Linked DNA regions of Sus scrofa: regions 1 and 3 are each linked to region 2. The links are chromatin contacts, called in public Hi-C and promoter capture Hi-C maps. All regions are on one chromosome and are shown on one strand. The core of a region is the stretch at or near the end of the contact, and the rest is flanking DNA. Distances in the headings are between cores, read along the strand shown. Region 1 holds the start of TRPM7 (transient receptor potential cation channel subfamily M member 7). Region 2 holds the start of GABPB1 (GA-binding protein subunit beta-1). Region 3 holds the start of SPPL2A (signal peptide peptidase-like 2A).

Region 1 (3,567 bases), core at 999-3,498, 260 kb before region 2:
CAGATTTCTCAGTTGTGTTTTACTGTCACAAGAGGTAATATAGTGTGAGTTAAGGATATAAACTCTGGAATTAAGACTATTTTGCTTGAAACCTTGCTTCTGCCCTGTGCCTCAGTTTCCTCCTCTGTGCAATAGAAATCATGATAATAGCATACAGTTCTCAGAGTTCAGAGGACTTACGTCAATACTTGTTGAATAAGTAGAACAATACTTGGCAGATAAAAATCATTCAATAAATGCTAGCTATTCAATGTAAGGAAGTAAGGACTATGCTTTCCAGTAGTTTTCCTATGGAGCTTGCTTTTGCTTATCTGAATGTAAACCTCTATACATTATTTGTATGGACGTCAAAGTTTGTGAAACATGTTTTAAATACCTGTGGGAAGTCATAAAATCTGGCTAGTGTCAGAGATAGTCATCATTCATAAACCGTACCACTCACTGGTTGTTTTAGATATAACTTACAATTAGAGCATTCTAAAAATATATTTTCTAAGTTAAAATTAACCCTCTTCATTATTATAGCAGTCTGCTAATATTTAAAAGGTTGCTTGGAGTTCCCATCTTGGCACAGTGGAATCAAATCCGACTAGGAATCATGCGGTTGCGAGTTTGATCCCTGGCCTCGCTCAGTGGGTTAAGGATCCGGCATTGCCCTGAGCTGTGGTGTAGGTTGAAGACTCAGCTTGGGTCTGGCACTGCTCAGATCTGGCATTGCTGTGGCTCTGGTAGGCGGGCAGCAACAGCTCTGATTAGACCTCTAGCCAGGGAACCTCCATATGCCGTGGGTGCGGCCCTAAAAAGACAAAAGACAAAAAAGAAAAGAAAATGGTTGCTTTACAATTGCTGTATCCCTACTGCAACTGTTGTTGAGTTTGCTTGTTTATTTATTTATTTATGCATTTTAGCAGAAGTTCCCAAGCCAGGGGTCAAACCAGAGCTACAGCGAAGGCCTACCCACAGCCACAAGGGATCCCAGTGGAGTCTGCGACCTACACCACAGCTCACAGCGCTGGGTTTTTTTTTTTTTTTTTTTTTTTTTTTTAATGATTTTTCCCCCCATTATAGCTGGTCCACAGTGTTCTGTCAATTTTCTACTGTTCACCAAGGTGACCCAGTCACACATACATATATACATTCTTTTCTCGTACATTATCATGCTCCATGGTAAGTGACTAGATACAGTTCCCAGTGCTAAACAGCAGGAGCCCATTGCTGATCCATTCCAAAGGCAATAGTTTGCATCTTAACCCACTGAGGAAGCCAGGGATCAGACCGCATCCTTCTGGTTATTTCTAGCCAGGTTCTCTACTGCTGCGCCACAATGGGAACTCCTGTTGTTGAGTTAATAATCAACAAAACGTGCTTCCCAAAGTTTCTAAATGTAAATGCAACACTGCGTATTGCATATATTTGTTAACAAACGTAAAGGACAAATACAAAGACGAAATTGTGGGCTAATCACTGACAGTTTTCGGATTGCCCCAATTTTTGTTTTTGTTTTTTTAAAATCCTAATTCTCCTCTCTACAATTTGGGGGGGTGGGGTGGGGTGGGGCGTGAGGGCGGGGAGGAGAGCTCTGAGAGGGAGAGAGGATGGTAGAACATCACAGAGGGTCGGACGGAAGAGAGGAACTCGAAGTTTTTCTGGAGTGAAAAAGCAACACTTAGTAAACTACCACTAACAGTCAATTCTGGGCTGGTGTGATAGCAAAGGAAAAGGAAAGAAAAAAACCACCATCTTTGGTTAAGGCACGTGAGGTGTGTGTGCCTGGGGGCGACATCTCCGGAGGGAGAGGATAGGTCCTATAGTTAAAGTCAGAAGAATTTTAGCTGGCACAAAGAGTGTAAACTAGAGGAAGAACAAGAATTGGGATGAGAAAATTTTGCATTTCGGACTAGGAGAGAGTAATATTTAAGGCCTCTACCCCCGTGCACAGCCAACAGACTGGGGAACGCTGCGCCCGAGCACAGGCAGAGGCCAAGTCCGGTTAGCGGAAACCACTCGCGGCTCGCAACTAGAGGGCCTGGAACCTCAACCCTAAACTACTACTTCCTTAAGTTCCGCTCCCGGGAGGTGACATAGAGTTTTCCGTAAGTCCCGCCTAGGTAGCCCACGGAGATCAGGGGAAGACCCGTAGCGATGGCGGAGAGAGGCTCATGCCCGGCGCATGCGCGCGGCGCGCACGGAGGCGGTCTGGAAGCGCGGGAGCGCGCGCCCTTCACGTGACCCGGCCGCGGGGGGCGACGCACACGACGCGCCTCTCACGTGGTCTGTCTTCAGCCCCGTCGCCGGCGGAGGCGGGCGCGGGCGCGTCCCTGTGGCCAGTCACCCGGAGGAGTTGGTCGCACAATTATGAAAGACTCGGTTTCTGCTGCTAGCGCCGGAGCTGAGTTAGTACTGAGAAGGTTTCCCTGGGCTGTCCTTGTCCGGCGGCCTCTGCTGCCGCCTCCGGAAACGCTTCCCGATAGATGGCTACAGGCCGCGGAGGAGGAGGAGGTGGAGTTGCTGCCCTTCCGGAGTCCGCCCCGTGAGGAGAATGGTACTAGCCCCACGAAGGCCCCGGCGAGGGAATGGTCCTGGGGGTTGCAGGCAGGGAAGGGGGAGGACTCGGCTGGCGAGTGTGTGCGCGGAGCCACTCTTCCTGGGGCGAAGAACCCTCCAATTTCCATGAAGCTTCCGGACTGGCCCTGGCGGGACGGGAGTGCAGGTCTTTCGCGGGTGAGGGGCAGGAAGCAAGTAGCAAATCTAGCCCGACTACTCGTCGCGGGATTCCCCTGAGCGGAGCCTGGGCTCCGGCCCCTCGGGGCGGCAGAGGCGCGAGCCCGGGAGGACCTGGCTGAGCCGAGCGGCCGCAGCGCGCCAGACGCAGCGCTCAGCTTCCAAGCTCCGCATCTCTCGGGAGCGCGTTCCTCCTGGCGCTTGTTACTGGCAGATAAGGGAGCCAAACGCTCTGCTCAAATTCTGCATGGAAGGGGAGGTCTGGCAGGGAACAAAAAAAAGAGAGAACACGAGGTTGGAACTGTGCCTTGTTTGCTGCGCAGTGTATACTCCACAGGTACATTTTCCTCTGGAGTCCGAGAGAAGGGATTTGACGATATTGACGCTAGATCTGGTTTGGAATTTTCTTTAGCAAGAGTTAAGGATTTTCTCGGGACGCTACTGTGGGTACCGAGGCATTTTGTGGTCTGGATTTATGTCGAACCACCTCATTCGTTGCCCTAGAGAAGGGTTGATCGTGTTTTAAACCGAAGATGCAGAGAGGGATGAGGCGCATTGCAGTTTTTGATAGGGATTTTTATTAAGGCTAGCAATAGAATTAGAAGATTTCTTCCAAAAAAGTCACTTAGATCAGAGACCTGAAGAGCGGATAGGTAGGTGTTCCTGGTCAGTACTTGAACTAGATCGGCTTCATGCAAACAATTCTCCCTCTGCTGGAGTCTGGCAGGTTTACTTTTCTCTGGAAACTAATTCAAGTGCCATACAAAACTGAAACCACGAATATACTTTAAATAAATAGTACACCTTCCATTGTTTCCCACCTTTTTTTGTAATGTAAAGGCAGTA
Region 2 (3,385 bases), core at 176-2,675:
GTTTCTTTCTTTTTTTTTTTTTTTGGCTTTTTAGGTCTGCACTTGTGGCATATGGAGGTTCCCAGGCTAGGGGTCTAATTGGAGCTGTAGCTGCTGGCCTATGCCAGAGTCACAGCAACGCAGGATCCGAGCTGCGTCTGCAACCTACACCACAGCTCATGGCAACGCCAGATCCTTAACCCACCGAGCGAGGCCAGGGATCGAACCTGCAATCTCATGGTTCCTAGTCGGATTTCTGCTGTGCCACGTCAGGAACTCCTACAACATAGTTTTAATTGTTCCAATACTTGGCATTTTCTGTGTTTTCCATTTTAGCCATTATTGTGGGTGTGTACCACAATTTCATTGTGATTTTTTGACTGACCCACAGCAGTTGGAGTTCCCAAGTCAGGGACTGGATCCAAGCCACGGCTGTGACAGCTGTGGCAACACTGGATCCTTAACTCAGTGTGCAGGGCTGGGGATTGGACCTGCATCTCGGCACTCTCGAGATGCCGCCAATACCATTGTACCACAATGGGAACTCCGATCTCTTTGTGATTTTAATTTGCATTTCCCTACTGATCACAGAAGTTGAGCATCTTTACATGCTTACTGGCCATACCCTCAAGTGACTATTCAATCTCTTACCAATTTTTCTACTGAATTCTTTTTATTTTTTTAATGGACCTGTGGAAGTCTATAAATTCTGAATAGGAGCAAAGAAGACATTTCTACTGTAAAAATGAATGCATTTGCCTGATGTTACTAGAATACCACTAACTCCCTTTACTGGCCCCAAATTCACTAAGAAACCTTCTGGGAGGTAATGTAGTTAACTTCACGTATTCTCTCTAAAACAATGTAGTTATTGTGCCAGGAAATTTGCTAGACATTTAGAATATAATGGCTAAAAAAAAAAGTGATTAGGAACAATAGCTTTGGAAAGAGACCTCTACTGGAATCCTATCTCTAATATTTACCAGGTTGGTGACTTTTGGCAAGTCATATAACCTGTTTTAGCCTCAGTTTCCTCTTTGGAAGAATGGGGCTAACAATCCCTATTTTAAGAGATGTTATGAGGATTAAATGAGACAATGTATGTAACAGGCTTTGCACAGTGGCTGGCAAACAGGAACATTTAATAAGTGGTAGCTATTATAAATTTGGTAATTTCATGTAGCCTTCTATCTTGATGTGGTAGGAGAAACTGAGCAGGTGTTCACTCCCCGCTTAGTCATTATAGTTCTCATTATAAAGTCAAAAAAATAAAATAAAAATAAAATAAAATAAAATAAAATAAAAAGAATGGCAATGGGTTTAGATAACTCTTCTGGGAACTTGGTCCCTCTGACTCCCTTCATCTCAGTGTCTCTGGAACAGTGCTTCAAAAATTACGTAGTGAAAGATCAGGCACTTATTCTTTTTTTTTTTTTTTTTCGTCTTTTTGCCTTTTCTAGGGCAGCTCCCACGGCATATGGAGGTTCCCAGGCTAGGGGTCGAATCGGAGCTGTAGCTACCGGCCTATGCCAGAGCCACAGCAATGTGGGATCCGAGCCACGTCTTCGACCTAAACCACAGCTCACGGCAACACTGGATCCTTAACCCACTCAGCAAGGGCAAGGTTCGAACCCGCAATCTCATGGTTCCCAGTCAGATTCGTTAACCACTGTGCCACGACAGGAACTCCAGATTGGGCACTTCCATAAAATATATATGAATACATATACAACAGTACAAGGCCCCAATATTTATTAGAACCAAAGACATAAAATTAGTGTAACTAATTGTTACAAAGTTTCTAAATTCTTACTCTCATTTCTGTAAATGCCTTGTCTTGGACCAGTAACAGTGTTTTCAGACTGGCAGTGGCCTCTGGCCCATACTTTTAGTGGCATTGCTCTAGAGCACTGACAAAAATCAGACTTCTGAATCTGAAGGGCTGAGGTCAGGGCCTGGAACTTGGGGAGTCAACTGAGGGGTTGCTCTTGATCCCAAGTCATTAGTTGGCCACCTAGTGACAACTTAGTGTCACTTTCTAAATTAAAAACCACCCAATGGTCTTGTCTCTAGAGTCTTTGATGCCAATTCTTTAATATGGCATCAAAGACTGGTCCCACAACTTTTTGGTCTTATTTTCCACCATTCTTTAATCCAGCAGACTTGCACTGTTCCGCATAGCAATAACTAGCCACAAGTGGCAACTGAGCATGTGAAATGCAGCTAATTTAGGAACTGAAATTTTACTATGAACTTTAAAAAAAAATCTTGGGAGTTCCTGATGTGGTGCAGTGGGTTAAGCATCCAGCATTGCCACAGCTGTAGCTTTGATTCAGATCCCTAGCCTGAGAACTTCCATTCGCCTGGGGATGTGACCCAGAACAAACAAACAGACACATAATTCAATTACTGCAAAACTTAAAATATATTTGGAATGACCTGGGATTATAACCAATTTTTTCAATTGTAAATTTTATAAATTTTGAATGATTGAGATACACTATAAATGTAAAAGACACACCAAATTTTGAACACTTACTTAGTAATGAGAAAAGAATACAAAACATTTAAAAATATTTAATACTTTTAATATCAATCACATATAAAATACTACTTTGGACATATTGGGTTAAATAAAAAAATTACTTTTCCTCTCTCTTTCCTTTTCTTCTTGGCTGCGCTTGCTGTATGCAGAAATTTCCAGGTCAGGAATCAAACCCATGCCACGGCAGTGACAACTTCAGATCCTTAACTCACTGAGCCACCAGGAAACTTTAAAAAATTATTTTTAATTTATTTTTGGTTCTTTTAGTTTTTAAATGTGGCTACTATAAAATTACATATTTGGTTTGCATTTTATTTATATATTTAGATTGGCCTAGACAATCATGACCCAAGTCTAGGAATCACTCTTGATTCTCCCGTTTCTGTTTGATTCATCAACAATATAGCTCAGTTCTAATCACAAAATGTATCTTCAATCCATCCACTCTATTTCCACTCCAAACTCAATGGCATTCTCTTTGCTCTCAAAAGCTAATTTCTGCATGTGGCACTGAAAGCCTTTATGATTAGACCCCTTCAGACATCTCTCTGGACACTTCTGAAAGAGCATCCTCTTCACTCAACAATCTCTTCAGAGTTTACCTCCTAACCTTTGTATTTATTGCTCCCTCTGGAAGGTCCTTCCCCAAATCCCTTACTAAAGCTAATTGCTTCTCCAGTCCCATTCCATGCCTCCCTCACAGATAAGGGATTCCCCCTGTATGAAATTTCACAGCATTCAGCATTTACCCTCATTATATTACAGATGATGCCTATTTACTTGTCCTCATTCTGCAGCATAAGATCAATGAGGGCAAGGATTCTGTAACTATTAGCTGAATGTTTACTCAGTGTTTAAAGC
Region 3 (3,569 bases), core at 605-3,104, 340 kb before region 2:
CGAAGGGAACTCCAAAGGGAATATTTAGAGATGAATTCATCTAAGCACAATCTTTTTTTTTTTTTTTTCTGGCCACACCCACAGCATGCGGAAGTTCCAGGGCCAGGGATCAAACCCATGCCACAGCTGCAACCCAAGCCATAGCAGTGACAACACCAGATCCTTAATCTGCTGCAACACCAAGGGAAATCCAAAGCACAGCCATTTTACAAAAGGGAAGTCTGGCTTGCCCTAAGCCACTAGAAAATGTGGAAACAGTCTCAGATTGACAAGCAGGAGACCTGAGTTCTGGCCTCACTATGCCAGTAAGTTTCAGACCAACCCACTTAGCCACCAACCTACAGACATTTGCAATTGCATGTCCCATAAGCCTTTCAAACTCAGGCCCAAAATTATTTCCCTTTCCTCACATATCTTCTGCCTCCCCCATCTCCTGTGGTGATCATCTCAATTAAGAACCCAGGGCAGGATCCTGGGATTCATCCCTCTCCTTCTTCTCCCATTTCCCCTCAGGTATACCAAATTCTGCAATAAACCTTCAGATCTACTATCTCCTCCTCTCCATTTCTTCTGCCACTGTCTCAGCTCAGGCCCTCACTATCCCTGCCTGGGTTAGGTTACTGCAGTTGTCTAACAGGTCTCCTGGTTTCTACTCTTGCCCTGTTGCAATCCATCTGCCACACTGCTTGCCACCACAGAAAACTTCCTAAAGCAGAAATTGTCTGTCACTGCACTTTGCACCACTAATCATAAGTCTAAAGTCCCTAGCAGGACGCCCCAATCTATCTGTGATTTGGCCTCTGCCTTCTTCTCTCACTTCATCTATCATCACTCATACCTTCAGCCAAGCCCAAGTTTTGCAATTCCTCCAGTGTCACCTTTGGTTTTGACACTGATAGTTCTATCTTCCTGGAAGTCTTCCCCCCCCTCTTCCCCTACCCACTGCCTGGCTAAAATTAACTCAGCCTTCTAGACTGGAGTTAGGTTGAAATGTTTCCTGGCACCCCTTTAAATGTCTTATTGATACTCCCATAGCATCTTGTGCAAGCAAAAGGGTCACTAATCACCTTGAACTGTGTTTGCTCACACATCTGTTTCCTTCACAAAACCCTGAGCTGTGAGATGGCAGGGACAGAGTTCTATTCAGTGTTTGGTGTTGAATATTCATCCAATAAGGATTTGGGGACCAACTTTATGCCAAATGTTATAATGGATACAGCACTGAAATAAGCCTTGCTATCAAGTGGAATTCAACATCATAAATAAAAGAAGAGATAAATAAGAATATGAGAGTGAAAAGTGCTATGCAAAGAATTAAAATAAATCATTTGATATGAAAGTGACTAAGTGGCTACTTCAGATTGGGTATGTCAATAAGCTCCCTCTGAGGAAGTGACACTTAAGCTGATAAGTGAATGCCAGCGTGCATTCAGAGAGAGGAGCATTGCAGGAGGGTCTACCAATATAAAGGATGGAAGAACCAAAGGCGGCCCATGTGACTTAAAGCAAGCGTGGGAAAGTAGAGAAGATGGGGTCAGAAAAGAAGGCAGGGACCATATTCTATAAACTTTGTCGTCCGGAGTAGTTTTGACTTTGTCCTAAGTGTAGTTGGGAGTGAGAGATCTGATATACATTTTCGAAAAGATCTGTTTTAGACAACTGTGTGGATAACGGGCTGTGGGGTGTGTAAATCCGGTTTGGAAGAGAGAAAGATCCGTGGCCTGGATAGGGTGCTCACAGGGGTTTGGGAGAAGGTGGGAGGATTTGGAATATACGTGTGGAGGTGCTTAGGACTGCTAATGAGCAGATGAATTAGGCCTCAGAGTATGTAGATTTTTGGCTTGGGCACCTGGGCAGTTACTGGAAAACATGAAGAGGCGTTCCGCGGCTTCTAGGAGGAAGACGGCCTTGAAAAAGTCCCTTCGCCTCCCAGGACGGGACTTCGAGGACAGTTCAGGTCAGGCAACTGGAAAGAGACGCGCTCAGACCCGCCGCGGGTGGCCCACCGGCGCCACGACGCCCAGAAAGCCCTGCTGGCGGCGCGCGCGGACCGGGGCTCCACGTGCCCCGTGGGGGTTTCCGCGGCCTCCGGGCGGGGCCGGAAGAGGAAGTCGGCGCGGCAGTGGCGGCTTCAGCAGCCGCGGCGGCCCCCAGCCAAGCCCCGCCGCTGGCTTCTGTCCGGCTCGGCCACTGAGGCAGCGCCGCGACGGGACCCGGAGCCTCCCCCGCCGAGCCGAGCCGCGCCGCCGGACGCCCACCAGACAGATGGGGCCGCAGCGGCCGCTGCCCATCGCCGCGGCCGCCCTGCTCTGGAGCTTCCTGCTCCCTCTGGTAAGGGGGGCGGGCGGGCGGGCGCTGGGGCCTCCCCGGGGCGGGCCGGGCCCCCTTCGCCCCCTCCTCCTCCTCCATCTCCTCTTCATCTCTGAGCTCCTGCCCGGCCTCCCCTCTGCCGGCGCCTAGCCGGCCTGCTCTAGGTTTTTTTTTTTTTTTGCTTTTTCATCCACTTCCCTTTCCTTTCAGCCCCTATTCTCGTCATTTGAAGTCCCCGAATACCTACCCCCGAGAGCCATCTCCGAACCTCTAATACTACTTTGACCTTGGCGTTTCTCTGTAGTTTTTCACGGTTCCAGGCGTTTTAAATTGACCTCTGTGTTTTATTGTCTAGCCCTTCTTACCGATTCTCAACTGGCACACCCCTCCACCCCAACCCCGAAAGAAGAAAAAAGTATTCTTTCTTGATCCCAAGATGTTTAGAGGTTCAAGGACTGCACTTTAGTTTAATGTCTCTTATACAGACTTTACCCCCTTCCTCCTCTGTAGTTTTTGTTTCGCCTTAGGGCTCATTTGATTCTTTGGGGATGGGAGGTGGTAATAATAATGATAATAATAATAATTTAAAATGTATTTTAAAGAGCACATCAAAATGTAATGCTTTTATTGGTTTTCACTTCTCTGCCTAGTTTAAAGAGAAGGACGATCGGTTGAGTAACAGTAACAAATATGTGTTACTTGTTTGTGAAACAAGTTTGTTTTCATAATTAGAGAAAAGTAATAATGTCTTAAAATTCAACACCACGCTGTTGGACCTTCAGTGGGTGGGTGGTCAGGACGCCAGTGTTCAGTGTTTCAGTTTTTCTTTCTTATAATTTTCACTTAGGGAGTTTCAGGTAGGAACGTTCTTGAGTTTTATTTATATGGAATTGGTATGGTGTATTCCTGTCTAGTTCTTTCTGTTAGAATGTGTAACTTCTCTGAAAGAGTATATTTATTGCTTACTCTCCAATTTAAAGGATTACTGCTAGTGACTGTATTCAATATTCAATAGGAAGTGTCTAACATTAACTGGGAAACAAAAATCAAAGCCTGAAGTACTTAAGTGCCTTTGGTGTATTCATGTTTGCTAGGCAGCATTAGGAAGAGGAGTGGGACAATGTATCTAAAAATAGCTTGGGGTTGGGGGAACTGGGATATAAAGAGAATTAACAAAGAAGCAGTGTTGGTCTGCATCTTTGTTGTGTTGCTTATCAGATATGTCCAAAAGATAACAATTCAGATAGTATGTAAGTGCA

The links. Promoter capture Hi-C pulls out the DNA fragments that hold promoters and counts their contacts. Hi-C and Micro-C count contacts between places; a contact is called where the count stands out from the background.
Region 1: a contact with region 2 is called in a Hi-C map of liver, with 4 times the contacts expected there. The contact joins the promoter of TRPM7 here to the promoter of GABPB1 in region 2. A contact is called at or near these places in 2 of 5 promoter capture datasets (fetal liver and liver), 6 of 47 Hi-C or Micro-C datasets (epiblast stem cells, heart right ventricle, liver and 2 more) and 1 of 2 datasets of contacts at active chromatin or transcription factors (alveolar macrophages).
Region 3: a contact with region 2 is called in a promoter capture Hi-C map of fetal liver, with 2.9 times the contacts expected there. The contact joins the promoter of SPPL2A here to the promoter of GABPB1 in region 2. A contact is called at or near these places in 2 of 5 promoter capture datasets (fetal liver and liver), 3 of 47 Hi-C or Micro-C datasets (heart right ventricle and skeletal muscle) and 1 of 2 datasets of contacts at active chromatin or transcription factors (alveolar macrophages).

What each region holds. Positions count from the first base shown.
Region 1 is chr1:121,143,845-121,147,411 of Sscrofa11.1, forward strand. TRPM7 (transient receptor potential cation channel subfamily M member 7) reads left to right here and starts at 2,249. Exons shown (of 39, transcript XM_021095614.1): 1 at 2,249-2,542. The coding sequence starts at 2,540.
Region 2 is chr1:121,408,851-121,412,235 of Sscrofa11.1, forward strand. It overlaps GABPB1 (GA-binding protein subunit beta-1), which reads left to right and starts at 1,426. Exons shown (of 9, transcript XM_021095726.1): 1 at 1,426-3,385.
Region 3 is chr1:121,065,784-121,069,352 of Sscrofa11.1, forward strand. SPPL2A (signal peptide peptidase-like 2A) reads left to right here and starts at 1,855. Exons shown (of 16, transcript XM_021095561.1): 1 at 1,855-2,331. The coding sequence starts at 1,870.